Regions from separate parts of the Sus scrofa genome. Here region 2 is linked to region 1. The links are chromatin contacts, called in public HiChIP or PLAC-seq maps. All regions are on one chromosome and are shown on one strand. Each heading gives the region's core, a stretch centred on a gene start, on an enhancer-like site or on the middle of the called end of the contact. The rest is flanking DNA. Distances are from core to core; before and after follow the strand shown.

Region 1 (7,301 bases), core at 3,324-5,823:
TAACTTCTGGATAAGTTATCTAACTTCTTCGGATCTTAACTTCCCTACGATTAGATAGAAGCAATAATGGTACCTATTTTGTAAAGTTGTTGTGATGATGAAATTAACTCATACGTGCAGAGCACGTGGCGCCACACCTGGACACGGTAGGCAGGCAGTGACTGTTGCTGTTGGAGTAGTTTCACCTTTTGTGCCCACTGGTTCCCGCAGGGGCTCTCTCTAGGAATAAGCATGGCAGGCTTCTAAACAAGGTGCTTTAAGCAGGGGTTGCAAGGGTTTTTCATTCTCCTTTACCTAGGAGGCAGCAAGAATTATTATTACTATTACTACTTTTTGTCTTTTTAGGGCTGCATCTGCAGCATATGGAGATTCCCAGGCTAGGGGTCACATGCTGGAATGTTCCCACACAGCAGAAGGCACTATCCTGACACGCTACAATATGGACAAATCTTAGCAGTGTGATGTCAAGTACAAAGAAACTCCAAGAGATTATACATGGCAAGATGCCGTTTTTATTTTTATTTTAAAATTGAATTTATGTAATTTTTTTTTTTTTGGTCTTTTTGCCATTTCTTGGGCTGCTCCCGTGGCATATGGAGGTTCCCAGGCTAGGGGTCCAATCGAAGCTTTAGCCGCCGGCCTACACCAGAGCCACAGCAACGCGGGATCCGAGCCGCGTCTGCAACCTACACCACAGCTCACGGCAACGCTGGATCCTTAACCCACTGAGCAAGGGCAGGGACCGAACCCGCAGCCTCATGGTTCCTAGTTAACCACTGAGCCACGACAGGAACTCTGAATTTATTTAATTTTTTGCCGCACCCATGGCACGTGGAGGTTCCTGGGTCAGGGACTGAACCCATGCCACCGTAGCGACCCAACTGCTGCAGTGACAATGCCAGATCCTTAACCTTCGGTTGCATAAGAGAACTCCCAAGATGTCCTTTTTACAAAGTTAAAAATAACTAAAATGAAATTACATACTTTGAAAGAAAACACAAACGCAATACAACTATATCAAAAGGAAAGCGAGGGAAGGCTTAACAGGAGGTGACAGTTATCGTGGGTGGTGGCGGGGCAGCTATGTCATGAGATGTAGGACATTGTAAAGGCCCTGGCTGTTTTCCTTTTTGGTGGGAATCAATTAAATGCTAGTGAGATGAGGTCATGAACAAGAGGTTACAAATAATCCAATTCTGTGCACTTGAACTCCAACTATACAGGAGAAGGCACAATCTCAGGCTACTTCTATTTGAGTTGGCTTGGAATGGCGTTAGGAACCAGACTCCCCCTGGAGCAGCTCCTGCCTGGAACGCATCGCTTCTCGGGGTCCTCTCCTCATCCTTCTCCCTCTTCAGCGAGGCCCATCATTGGTCGTAGACTGCGACCATCACAACCTTCCTATCGTCATTTCCTAAAAGGATTCTATAGCCCTGACGCCGTGGGGCCAGCATAACTCACTGGACAGATGGGTTATTGTTTTCATTCTCCTTTCATAAGTGAGGAGCCTGAGACCCCAAGAAAAAGAGCGACTTGCTGAGGGTCAGCTGTCACCTGCGTTGGGCTGGGCTTGATGTTGCTCTCTCAACCCTGGCGCCCAGTGCTCCCAGCCTCATCCTGGATAAATATTCTGAGGGTTAAAAACACCCAGGCTCTCTCTGTGCCTGGAAGATGACTTTGTCTCATCCTGAATCAGAAAGGGCTGGTGGGAGTTCCCGTCGTGGCGCAGTGGTTAACGAATCCGACTAGGAACCATGAGGTTGCGGGTTCGGTCCCTGCCCTTGCTCAGTGGGTTAACGATCCGGCGTTGCCGTGAGCTGTGGTGTAGGTTGCAGACACGGCTCGATCCCGCGTTGCTGTGGCTCTGGCGTAGGCCGGTGGCTACAGCTCCGATTCAACCCCTAGCCTGGGAACCTCCATATGCCGCGGGAGTGGCCCAAGAAATAGCAACAACAACAACAACAACAAGACAAAAAAAAAAAAAATTATAAAAAAAAAAAAAAAAAGAAAGGGCTGGTGGGAGTTCCCGCTTCGACTCGGTGGTAATGAACCCAACTAAAATCCATGCGGATGTGAGTTCGATCTCTGACCCTGCTCAGTGGGTTAAGTCTCCGGTGTTGCCATGAGCTATGGTGTAGGTCACAGATGTGGCTTGGATCCCATGCTGCTGTGGTGTAGGCCGGCAGCTGCGGCTCTGATTTGACCCCTAGCTTGGGAACTTCCATGCGCTGCACGTGTGGCCCTAAAAAGGAGAAAAAAAGAAAAGGGAGGGAGGGAGGAAGGAAGGAAGGAAGAAAAGAAAGAAAAGAAAGAAAGGGAGGGAGGCAGAAAGAGCTGGTGGAGGGAAGACTCAGGAGGTGCTGTCAGCAGCCCAGCCACGCTCTGGGTGACCTTCCCATTAGGGGGAGACCCAGCCTAGCCTTAAACACCTTCTCTCCCCACCAAGGGGACTCCTGGTCCACAGACCCCAGCCAGCCCACCTCAAGGCCAGGCTGCAGAGTGCTGGAAGCCTACGACCTGAGTCTGCTCCTCTCCATCCGTTTGCCTGTCCGTGTTTGGGAATAAGACCCTCTACCCCAGAAGTGATGAGAAGACAGACCATGGCCAGGTGTGAAAGCATTTGGAAGATCACCTGTTCCAGCTGGCAGGGGCCGTCCGTATTACTGAAGGGGGGCAATGACTTCTGGGACGAGGGTCCCCCACCATACCAAACCTTCTCCAAAAGAGGAGTAAGAAACACTCCGGAGGAGACAGAGGGTCTGATTTCAGAGAGTTAGAGAAAGTCACTCTTGGGAAATTAAACCTACTCCACACTTTTCAGACGAGGCGGCAGGGATTTACCCAAAGTCACACAGCAAGGAAAGGGCAGGGAGGTGACGGGCCAGGGAGGGTTCTCTTCCTTGCTGTCAATTTCCAATGAAGGGGAGAGATGTGCTGGCTCCTTGGCAGCAGAGCTGAGCCAGGCTTGAGGTGAGGGACTTCCAAGAGGCTGGTCTCAATTCAAAGACAAAGAGTTTTCTCCGTGCGGTGATAACCCGCAACCCACGGAAGCAGCAAGCAGGGCCAGGGTCCTCCCTGCCTCATGGGGTAGCCACACAAGTCCTGAGAATCTGCCATCCCGCCCTATGCCCAGCCCTGCCCTCTCATCTGGACCTGGGTCTCCTGCTTCCAAGGCTTCCTAGCCTAGTGGGGCCCAGCCATGGTCCTCTACCGTCAGGGGGAACCTGAGTAGCCTTTGTTCCTGGAGGCCCTGAACAGGAGGAGGAGGCTGCGGGTTCATCAAGGCTCCGGAGCCAGCAAAGGCCGTCTGAAGAAGCCTGTTGTTGGAGGCTCCTGAAGTCTGAATTTGAGTCACACCAGCAGCTGCCGTTTCCCGACTTTGACACTGGGCGAAGTTACTTCTCCTTCATGAGCCAAAGAGAAGCGGCAATGAGGTCCACCTCCAAGGGTGGTCTGAGGATCAGATAAATTACATAACATTGCCCACATACCCAAGGCATCTCATAAATGACCCACACCTGGTCTGGCAGGAGGTAGTATAGGCTTGGCAGTGGTGAATCGAGGGCCTTCCAGTCAAAGCGCTTTTGTGTGTGAAGTCTAAGGAGGCGCAGCGCACGTTGCGAAGGGTTGGGTTTGAACTGGCTCCTGAATTGATTGAAAGAAGTAAAGGAAGTGAAGTCTTCCTAACTCTCTGGGGGGTTTTGGTGGCGGAGCGGATTGACTCGTCAAGGCTCCACAGAGGTGTGCGAATCCTGCCGGTAGAGGGCGCAAGAGCCGCGTACCCCAGAGCGCAGGGGACGCAGGGACCCCGGCGCAGGGCGGAGCATCAAGGAGCAGGGCGCCGAGGGGGCGGGCCGTTGGAAACGTGGGGGCGTGGTCACCAAGGGTGGGGCTTCTAGAGCCGAGTGGGGAGGATCGAGGTACGGCCCGAACTGGACCGGCCGCCGATGGGGGAGGGGCGGGCGTTTGGGGGCGCGAAGGGGCTGGACCACAGGTCGTAGTTACCGTGGGATTCGCTGCGAACGCCCCGGTAGGAGGGGTGGCCTGGGCGGGGCGAAGGGGCGGGACAGGGAGCTGCAAGCGCCCAGGTTGGTTTGCGGCACGCACTGCTCCCCCTGGCGGCGAGTCCTGCCCACTCCTGCCTGGGAGCGTGTTTCTGCGTGTATCTGAGTGTTGGCGTGTACGAGAGTTTGTGGGTCCGAGGCTGGCGTGTTGGGGGTCCCTTGTGCAGGAGGTGTTTCCGCCCGAAAGCAGTGGGCGCGCCGCCCTGACTGTAGGCCCGCAGAGCTGACCACACTCAGAACTTGCTTGTGTCGTAGCGAGGGCTGGAGGGGCGGGGGAAGGAGCTGTGCCCGCCCAGCTCCCGAGGGGCTCATCTGCAGGGTCGCGTCGGTCTGCCTGTGCTCCAGCAGTCTAGTTTCTCCCGCAGCTCCTCCCCAATCCACCCCCCACCCCGACTCCAGATTCCCAGCCTAACGCGCGCGGGGAGCCCACCCCCTCTTTTGGGCGCGAGGCCCCGCCCCCACCCCTTTCCTCTGCCACAAAGTTTATTTGCAACAAAAGGGAGCGAGAAGCGAGCAGCCAAGAGGGAGGGAGCGGGAGCCGGAGTGGGAGCGCGAGGGGAGGCAGGCAGGCTGGCCGGCCGGCGGGCGGGCACAGAGCCGAGGAACGGAGCGCCGGGATCGAGCCTGGACCGGGTCGGGCCGCGATGCTCCGGGTCGCAGTAGGCGAGGCAGAGGCTGGGCCCGGGAGTCGACGCTGAGCCAGGAGGAGTCGCACGGGAGGATGGAGCCGAGGCGGCCCACGGGCGCGGAAACCTGAGCCGCAGCAGATAAAGCTCTGCTCTGGTCTCTGTGCCCTTTGCCCGCAGCCCCCCTCGCCCTGCGGCTGCGGCACTCAGGCCTTCGGACCCGGGCCGCTGCGCTCCTTCGGGGCAGGGGCGCGGGGGGGGTTGGCCGCGGCTCCCCGAGGCCGGCCCCCCCAGAGTGAGCGCCGCCACCATGGCGGACGGGACGCCCCGGCCCCAGCTGTATCGCAGCGTCTCGTTCAAGCTGCTGGAGCGCTGGAGCGGCGGGTCTGGGCTGAGGGAGGAGGCCACGGACACCCCTGGGCTGCGGCGCCGGGCCTCGTGCCGGCCGGTCGCGGCCGTCCCGGGCCAGCCCTCCCGGCGCGTGTCCAAGCTGGCGTCGGGGCCCCCGGCCGCCCCCGCGCAGCCGCGCCCGCTCCGCAGCCTCTCGCCGTCGGTGCGCCAGCTCTCCCGGCGCTTCGACGCGCCGCGTCTGGACAACAACTCCACGGCGGCCCGAGACGGGGGCGTTTCCCCCGGGGCCGCGGAAGAAGCGGCGGAGGGAGCCCCGCGCGGCTCCTGGCCCAGCGTCACCGAGATGCGCAAGCTCTTCAGCGGCCCCGGCTCCAGGCGGCCCAGCGCCGACTCTGAGGCCTCGGGGACGCCCAGCCCCGACGGCGCCGCGTGGGAGCCCGCGAGCCGCGAACCCCGGCAGCCACCGACGCCACCTCCTCGGACGTGCTTCCCGCTGGCGGGCCTGCGTTCGGCGCGGCCGCTGCCTGGCGCAGGGACCGAGGGGAGGAGGCGGCGGCAGCAGCAGCAGCAGCAACGGGAGCGAGCGCAGCGTCCGGCGGATGGTTTACATTCTTGGCATAGCTTCTCCCAACCGCAGGCCTGGGCCCGGGCCTCCTGCTCCTCCTCCTCCTCCATCGCTTCCTCCTATCCTGTCAGCCGCAGCCGGCCGGCCAGCTCCAGCGAGGAGGAAGAGGAGGGCCCGCCGCCGCCGTCCGGGGCGCAGAGTCCGGCCTACCCCGGCGGCCACTGCTCAGGCAGTGACGAGGACCAAGACGGTGAGGGTGGCCACTGCTGGGGAGGGAGGTCGGGGCCCAGGCCTGGGAGCTCCCTCTTAGACAAGGACTGTAGAGCCGACAGTTATGGGTTAAATCTGAGCAGCATGGACTCCGCAGGGGGAGCCCGGAGCCCCGACCCCCCAGTATCTCCTAGAGCCCCTAGCGAGGAAGGCCCCGAGAGTGGGGTACTGGCTCTCCGCCCTGTGTGCCAGGTCCCCAGGAAGGACCTCGGCCCTCGTCCGACACGGCGGGGGGAACTTTCCGCGTGGCCAAGGTGAGCTTTCCCGCGAGCCTGGCCAGCCCAGCAGACTCCCGGGGTAGCAGCCGCTACTCCAGCACCGAGACGCTCAAGGATGAGGACCTGTGGGCTAGCCGGGGTTCTGGGAGCTGGGGCGTGTATCGCTCCCCGAGCTTCGGGGCCGGGGAAGGGCTCCCAAGGCCCCAGGCTCGAACCCGCGCCAAGGGACCTGTGGGCGCCGTGAGAGCCTTGAGGGATGGAGGACTGGAGCTAGACAAGAACCGGCAACGGAAGTCCCTGTCGAATCCAGATATTGCCTCGGAGACCCTGACCCTGCTCAATTTCCTGCGTTCAGACCTTTCAGAGCTGAGGGTCCGAAAGCCTGGTGGGCGCCCTGGAGACCTTGGGAGCGGCTCCTTAGATGGCAGAGACTCACCATCCGCAGGTGGCCCAGTAGGGCAGTTTGAGCCCGCACCGGCCCCGGCCCCAGCATCCCCTGGCACCCGCCCCACCCTGAAGGACTTGACGGCCACCCTTCGAAGGGCAAAGTCTTTTACATGCTCTGAGAAGCCTGTGGCCCGCCGCCTACCCCGCAGCAGCGCCCTGAAGCCCAGCTCCTCTGAACTGCTGCTGGCCGGCCCGAGCGCCGAGGAGGACCCACTGCCCCTCGTCGTCCAGGATCAGTATGTGCAGGAGGCCCGTCAGGTTTTTGAGAAGATTCAGCGCATGGGAGCCCAGCAGGATGATGGAAGTGAGGTCCCCCCCGGAAGCCCTGACTGGGCAGGAGATGTGACTCGGGGGCAGCAGTCCCAGGAGGAGCTGCTCTCTGGCCCTGAGTCCAGCCTGACGGACGAGGGCATTGGGGCGGATCCTGAGCCGCCTCCTGTCTCCGCCTTTTGCAGCCTGGGTACCACAGGGGTGTGGCGACCCCTTTCCTCATCCTCAGTCCAGCCCAACCACTATGGCCCTGGGGCTGAGGACAGTCTGGGAGGCTGGGCCCTGGTTTCCCCGGAGACCCCTCCCACACCAGGTGCCCTCCGCCGGAGACGCAAAGTGCCGCCTTCAGGCCCTGGGGGGGCTGAACTGAGCAACGGGGAGGCAGGGGAGGCCTACCGGTCTCTGAGTGACCCAATTCCACAGCGCCACTGGGCCACCGCCTCCGAGGAGCCCTCAGGGTTCTCTGTGGACAGCAATCTCCTCGGCTCGC
Region 2 (7,301 bases), core at 1,614-4,113, 340 kb after region 1:
CTGTAGCCACTGGCCTACACCAGAGCCACAGCAACATGGGATCCGAGCTGCGTCTGCGACCTACACCACAGCTCACAGCAACGCCAGATCCTTAACCCACTGAGCAAGGCCAGGGATCAAACCCGCAACCTCATGGTTCCTAGTTGGATTCGTTTAACCACTGAGCCACGACGGGAACTCTGTAAGTAGTATATTTTAATTTGATGAGCCAGTCCACTCTTCTCTAAACAATATATTATCCGTGAACTCTTCATCCACCAGAGGCATTTGAAATAGCAAAATACTTTTCTCTCTGCCAGTAGTCCTATGTGCCACAGTTACAACAGAAATGTAAAAGTTACTTGTTGGCTTCTTGGTCTCAAGACATTTGAAACAGTCTCTCAAAGCCAGGCCTGCTGGAACTGGGATGCCTACCACGCTCTCAGTGCTTCTCGACTGTCAAGCCACGCTCTTCTCACCTGTCTGCACAGCTGAGAAGATTAAAAACCATCTCAAAATAATCATCAGAGCCTCAGAGCTCTATGAGCTCCTAGGAATTATATGCAAAATGTGACGTGTATGCATTTTTTCCTGGGCAGACAGAGTCTACACCATTTATCAGTTTCTCAAAGAGGGTCACTGACCAACATTTTAGAGATTTACGTCAGGCGAGGCTGGGCTTAGATTCTGTACTGGCATCTGTGGTTTTCGTTGGCCAAGCATCCTTTCCCCCTGTCCATTTTTTTGTCATAGCGCCCCCTCTCTGGCTGGGGAGTGGGGATGCCTTCCCCTGAATTGCACACTGATGCTGGACAATCTCTTTCCATCTGTTGCTAAATCCAGAGGATGTCATGTAGGAGCTGCCTGCATTGTTCTCCCAGCCCATCCCTCTGTGAAGGAGCCAAACAACCCTTCACGGAGAGGAGCAAGCAGAGCTGGGAAGAGGGGCAGTGCTCAGATTCCCTAAGGCCAGCTCCATCCTTGCTTGTCCCTTCAGTCCTGCTGCAGTAGCTGCGGCAGCTGTAGTCAGAAGGTAAAGGTGGGACGCTCCAGACAGAAGGACGGAAGGATGGAAAGCGATGGTTTGGGTGAACTGGTTCCTGGGGCTGCACGGGGTGGACGAGCTCAGTGGCTAATAGGATCAGCCCTGCCGAATCCCCCAGCAAGGCACGCACTGCACGAAGGGCCAAGGCAGTGGGGCAGCTCGAGGTCAGGATTACAGAAACCCAGGAGCCAGAGAGGGAAGCTTAAAGGACCAGGCTGTGCATCCAGCACTGGGGTGACGGGACGGTCACGGCCGGCTGGAGGAAGATTTCGCCCCGCCCCCGACCGAGGGAGAAGGGCTGGCCCCGCCCCCCGCCCCGGGAATCAGCGATGCTAGGCCAGGATCACCTTCGTGTCACAGAAGACGTGTTATCCAGTGAAACAGAAGGTCAAAAACGGGGATGAGTCAGTGAGCTTGGGGGTGGGACTGGAGAAAGAGGACGACTTTCTCTAGGATCTGTGTGTCCCTCTCTTCGCCACCCCCTTCTGGTTCTCACTTGGTACAGCCTTCTTGATCCCCTTATCTTTAAGGCGCTTAGGGAAATGCCCACCTGCAGGACCCTCTGGGAAATGCTGCTCTGGCCGCCCGGGAACCATGAGTCCTGCAGCCCCGGTAAGGAAGAGGAGAAAGGGCCCAGGGCGGGGTGGCTGCGTTCTCCAGGAGGGGATGGGTCCCTGACAGGCTCTGTTCTCTAAATGACATCCTGGGTCTCCTCCTGGGGGGGGGCGGGTTGTAGGGCTGAGCTCTTCAAGGCAATGAGCCTAGAGGGACAGACTGGTGGCAGATGTAGAAGCAGTCTTCTTTCTCCAATTGGGCCCCTTTCAATCCGTATTTGACCTAGAAACACCTTTCCAAGCCGGAAACTGGACCACCTAACTCCTCTAACCACCTCACTCCATCTCGAAACCCCAAACTCAAGTCGCTGGGTCATAACGTCTAACCCTTCAGCCTGTCACCCGAGGCCTTCATGTTATATCCTTGCAACCCCTGCGACTTCAGCACCTGCTGCTCCCCATGCCCCCTGCACCCCTAGCCCTGCAATCCACTTTCCAAACACACTGAAATGCTGGACAATCAGAGTCATCCATCGAGACCCCTCTCAGCCTCCTCTGGGAAGCCTACCTGAAGCTCTTGGTCAAAATCAGACTCTTCTTTCCCATTGTCAAGACACATCCTGTGCTTTAATGGTGTGTTTCTATTGTCTCCCCACCAGACTAGAAGCTGGGAAAGAAAGGAGGACGGGCCTTGTGGGGTGCTGCTTTGTGCCCCCCACTAACGCCCAGTGCTGGGCCCAAACTGAGTATCAAGAAAACGTGGCAAAACTAGAAGCCTGGTTTCTCCTTGTAGTTTTACATTTTTCTAGAAAATTAGTGCTTTATGTTCTTGGGAAAAAGGATTTCATGGAGTTCCCCTGGTGGCGCAGAGGGCTAAGGATCCCGTGTGGTCACTGCTATGACTTGGGGGGCTGCTGTGGTGTGGGTTGGATCCTTGGCCCCAGGAACTTCTGCATGTCGTGAGCCTGGCCAAAAAAAAAAAAAACACCGAAAAAAAAGGGGGGAGGTTTCATGATAAATTAATGAACAAATGACTTCACAGCAAAATAAAATTTCGGGTGTCGCCTCTCACCTGCGCTCTCGTTGGGCACAGGGCTACCACCAAGCAGATGCTAAGTACTGCTCAGATCTGGGCCTGCAGACTACAAGTCCCAAAAGACCTCCCGTTAGCGCATCTCTACAGCCCCGCCCTCCCAGGGGGTGGGGCGGAGCCGGAGGGCGGGGCCCGGGGGCTGCGAGGCCCGGGGCGCAGCCTGGGGACTGGAATGCCCCAAGGCTCTGGGGCGCACAAAGCGCAGGCGCAGCGGGTTGGGTGGCAGCAGCATCAAGTAGCGGCCGCTTTGGCAGCAGCATCGCAGCAGGTGCAGACAGGTGGGTGCATCAAGGGGGGCCGGAGAGGGCGTTGGCATCTGGCCCTCTTCTGTCTGACCTGTGTCAGAGCTTGAAGACGGGAGAGAGTGGCAAGGGAGGCAGGGACAAGGCCGGGGTTTCCAACGCAGGTGCGCGGGGCAGCCCTTACTGCGCAGCAACAGGTGTGAGCGATGGGGGAGGGGCGAAGGCACTTGCTGTAAAGTTAGTCGCCCTCGAGAACAGAGGACACCTGGATTCCAATCCAAGCTCCATCACACACGGACAAGTCACTTCCTATAGCTCAGTTTGTCCATCGGTAGCACAGGCGTGAGCATCCTATCCATCTAGTAAATAGCCAACAGAGTTGCGGTGGGGCCCAGACGTCGCTGCACAGGGATCACCTGGGGATCTTCCAGGACTATCAGTACTTGCCTCCTGCCCCCAGACATCCTGATTTCACTGTTATGGGGTCTGACCTGGGTGTTGGGGGGTTTTAAAGCTCCTGCTGGAATAAAGGTTTGAAGCCAGGACTGCTGGGTGTGCATCCTGGCTCTGCTGCCTTCTAACCAAGCAGACCTGTGCAAGTGACGGGACCTCTCCAGGCCCCAGTTTCCTCGGCATAACAAGAACTACTGTGAGGCTTCAATGAGATAATAGGTGAAAGCACCTGGGTAGTATACCTGTCACATAGAACTCGATCAATTACAGCTGCCGCTGAATCATTATTTTACGCACTTTGTAAATGGCTCAGGCGGGGTTCACGTGTGAGGAAGGCTTTTCTTATCATCAAAGTCCCGCATCCATTGCCATGATTCTAATATTTTCTGCTGCCAGCATTTTGAAATTCCTGAGTCTCTAACATTTTAAGAGTTCCTCCCTCCAGTATCTCCTTGGCTCATGGGCATACGGTTACACATCGAGAAATAGAGGCCAGGGAGAAGGGACTCGGTCAAGGTTATAGGGCCGAGATTGGAATCCAGGCTCCCCACCCCGACCCAGGGCAACAGGTGGCTGCCCTGCTGACCCCACAAGCACAGTGCTTCCATTATGTGCCTGGAGCAGAGACTGGGGAGGAGGCAGGCAGGCTGGCCCTTGTTTGTTTACTCACACTCCTTTAAACGTTTCCTCGGTGGCTCCCCCAGGGAGGAGAGGGGGGGGACTTCTCTCTGGAGAGCGGCTGAGGCCAGGTGTGTCCTGTGGCTCCTCCGACAGGTTCCTCCTGACTCCGCCCTGGAGAGTCCTTTTGAAGAAATGGCCCTGGTGAGGGGCGGCTGGCTGTGGAGACAGAGTGAGTGACCCCTGGCCAAGTCCTTGTCCATCCTGCACCTTGTCCAGGGGCAGGAGTGAGGCAGTGGCTTGCTGGACCTGCACACTGACCCCTTCTCCCAAGAAACCATGCTCTTTTGTTTTCTGCTCTTTCGTCCATGCTCTTCCTTTGCCTGGCATGTCCTTCGCACTCCTGACGGCTTGGTAAACCACTTATTCTTCAAGACCCAGCTCAGATGTCCCCTTCTGTGAGGGGCCTTCTCTGGCTTTTCCTCTAACCCCCACCCAGCCCCTATTGTGGCACCAAGCTGGTGAGAGGCTCCCTTCTCTGTCCCCAGTGCCTCATGCACACCCCTGCCAAAGCACTGATATAAAACCACCTTTACCTGTGGAGCTTACCACCCGCCCACCTCATACCGTGAGTGCCTCAAGCGCAGGGACTGGGTTTTATCTTCTGCGTCCATAGCACCCCTGCCTAGGGCTGGCCACCAAACAAAGTGAAAAATGCCTCTGTACTTTGGAACTTGTAAAACTCTAAGAAGCTCTCTTATGACGTAGCCCTTTCCTGTTAAGATTTCCAATCACAAAACATCTGAAGCTGGAGTTCCTACTGTGGTTCACCAGGTTAAGGACGAGATTTTGTCTCTGAGGATGCGGGTTTGATCCCTGGCCTTGCTTAGTGGGTTAAGGATCTGGCGTTGCCACAAGCTGTGGTGTAGGTCACCGATGTGGCTCAGATTTGGTGCTGCTATGGCTGTGGTTTAGGCTTCAGCTGCGGCTCTGATTGGAGCCCAAGAAAACCTCCATATGCCGCAGGTGCAGCCTTAAAAGGAAAAAAACAGTCTGAAGCTAGGGCTCAGGCTTCCAGACCTACCTCTGACCAGAGTCATGATCTGAACAAGGGCTGTCCTGGGCTAGCGGCTCCCCCACACCCCATGACCCATACTCAGGTCATTCAGTTCAGTAAAACTGAATGCAGGTCCTGCTACGTGCCACGACTGGTGTGGTGAGCTATGGACACCACATGTGCCCCTCTGCCCCTGCATCTGGTGGAAGAGACAGTAACTACACAAATGACTGTCACTTGGAGCCTGACCTTTTTTTCCCAAGTCAGCTCACAAATATAAGCAATAATCGTATCCCCTCAGTAGACTGGATGCAGTGGAAACTATAGGTTCCCCTAAAACAAGTGCTTGGTGGCAGGTTTTCCGTTAATCCTTACACAAATCATGTTCCATATTCATACAAAACAACATGGAGTTCCCGTCGTGGCACAGTGGTTAACGAATCCGACTAGGAACCATGAGGTTGTGGGTTCGATCCCTGGCCTTGCTCAGTGGGTTTAGGATCCAGCGTGAGCCGTGGTGTAGGCTGCAGACGAGACTCGGATCCCGAGTTGCTGTGGCTCTGACGTAGGCTGGTGGCTACGGCTCCAATTAGACCCCTAGCCTGGGAATCTCCATATGCCGCGGAAGCGGCCCTAGAAAAGGCAAAAAGACAAAAACACCCAAAAAACAAAAAACCAACTTAATGCTTTTTTCTCTGAAAGACTACATGCAGAAACAGATTTCCAATTAGACATGAACTTGAATTTGTGAAAATGCTCCATGTCTTGTGACACTTAGAAAAAAAAAAAAGATTCCCAGCTTCCTCCAAGAAGAAATCTGAGAGTTCATTTATCACTCACGCACTCATGGAACCTCCACTCTGTGTTAGGCCCAATGGGAGGCGATGGTGAGCAAGGCTGAGAGGCCCTGCCAGCATTTCAGGGGGATGACAAGGAAGGGGTGGTTACAACCCTGGGGGCTGGGGGGAAGGGGCTCTGGGAGGGAGCCACCCAGAGCTGTGGCCAGCCTGCCTGGTGGGTCTGGAATATCACACAGGCTCCATCCTCCGCCGCTGGAAACGGAATTGGTTCGCCCTGTGGCTGGATGGGACCCTGGGCTACTACCACGATGAGACAGCCCAGGACGAGGAGGACCGCGTGCTCATCCACTTCAACGTCCGAGACATAAAGATCGGCCAAGAGTGCCACGGTGAGCGGAGCCCCTTCCCTCCGGCGCAGTGACTGCTGTGCCCTCCCTCCCCCTGTCCGTCGGAGGACACCTGCTCCTCTTAGGTGGAAGGCTCTTTGCAGCTCTCAGAGGCCTTCCACAGACATTGCTTCTGGGCCTCCATCAACTTCATTTCATGTGTGTGTGAATTAAGAAATATGGAGTTCTTATCCTTTGCTGGACCTGGGCCCTATGCTAGTTACAGAAGTGAGTCAGACAGTTTCTGCTCTCTCTACTGCAAAGAACTACATTAAGATGAAATGAAATAAGGAGGCTCAGAGAAGTTAATTAAGCACATGGCCCAGAGCCACACAGCAAATCCTCTTGGCCAAGGCTCGGCCATAATTAAAACAGGGAAACTGGGAGATAGACAGGCCTACCTAGGGAAACAGGCAATGTGGAAAAGTTGGAAGGGTCTACAGACTTGAGCAGAATCCCAAGGACAGTATGTGGTTGACAACGGCCAGTAAATAGGACCCAGAGAAGTCAGTTCCTATTCTTGTTCCTGGTTTACTGGGGAGACCCGGGGCCTGGTGTGCCCTGTGGAAATCCTGTGTATGTGCGTCTTGCCTTTAGATGTGCAGCCCCCCGAGGGCCGGAGCCGAGATGGGCTGTTGACTGTAAACCTGCGGGAGGGCACCCGCCTACACCTGTGCGCAGAGACCCGCGACGATGCCTTGTAAGTTGCTCCCAGGAGAGGATCAGGTGGGATCTTGGGGACTATGACCACACGCCTCCTCCTCATTGGGCTTCTAGTTCCCTGAAGGTAGGGAAGGAGGGACACCCGTGAGCACAGCAGTGGATGGAGGGTGAGCAGGGAGTGGATCTGAATGGCTCATAGTGATGGGCATGATATCCAGCGAGCTCCCGATATGGTATGAGATGAAGTCAGGACTGCTGGCTGAGGGGTGTGCACACCTGCCTCAGGTGTGTGCTCCTTGGTCACCCAGGGTGGGTATCAGGCATCCCCAGAGGACCCCCTTTTTACCCCCATCTGAGAAGATGCTCCGGTAGTGGACTCTGATCTGAGGGATCGTCACTAACCTGCCTAAC

What was found. HiChIP or PLAC-seq counts read pairs in DNA pulled down with a chosen protein or histone mark.
Region 2: a contact with region 1 is called in an H3K27ac HiChIP or PLAC-seq map of skeletal muscle, with 4 times the contacts expected there. The contact joins the promoter of PLEKHB1 here to the promoter of ARHGEF17 in region 1. A contact is called at or near these places in 1 of 5 promoter capture datasets (liver), 7 of 47 Hi-C or Micro-C datasets (alveolar macrophages, embryonic fibroblasts, heart right ventricle and 4 more) and 1 of 2 datasets of contacts at active chromatin or transcription factors (skeletal muscle).

Annotation. Positions count from the first base shown.
Region 1 is chr9:7,762,128-7,769,428 of Sscrofa11.1, forward strand. It overlaps ARHGEF17 (rho guanine nucleotide exchange factor 17), which reads left to right and starts at 4,574. Exons shown (of 24, transcript XM_003357192.5): 1 at 4,574-6,027; 2 at 6,030-7,301. The coding sequence starts at 5,001.
Region 2 is chr9:8,100,708-8,108,008 of Sscrofa11.1, forward strand. PLEKHB1 (pleckstrin homology domain containing B1) reads left to right here and starts at 2,864. Exons shown (of 7, transcript NM_001244858.1): 1 at 2,864-2,949; 2 at 4,141-4,216; 3 at 6,078-6,230; 4 at 6,825-6,927. The coding sequence starts at 4,180.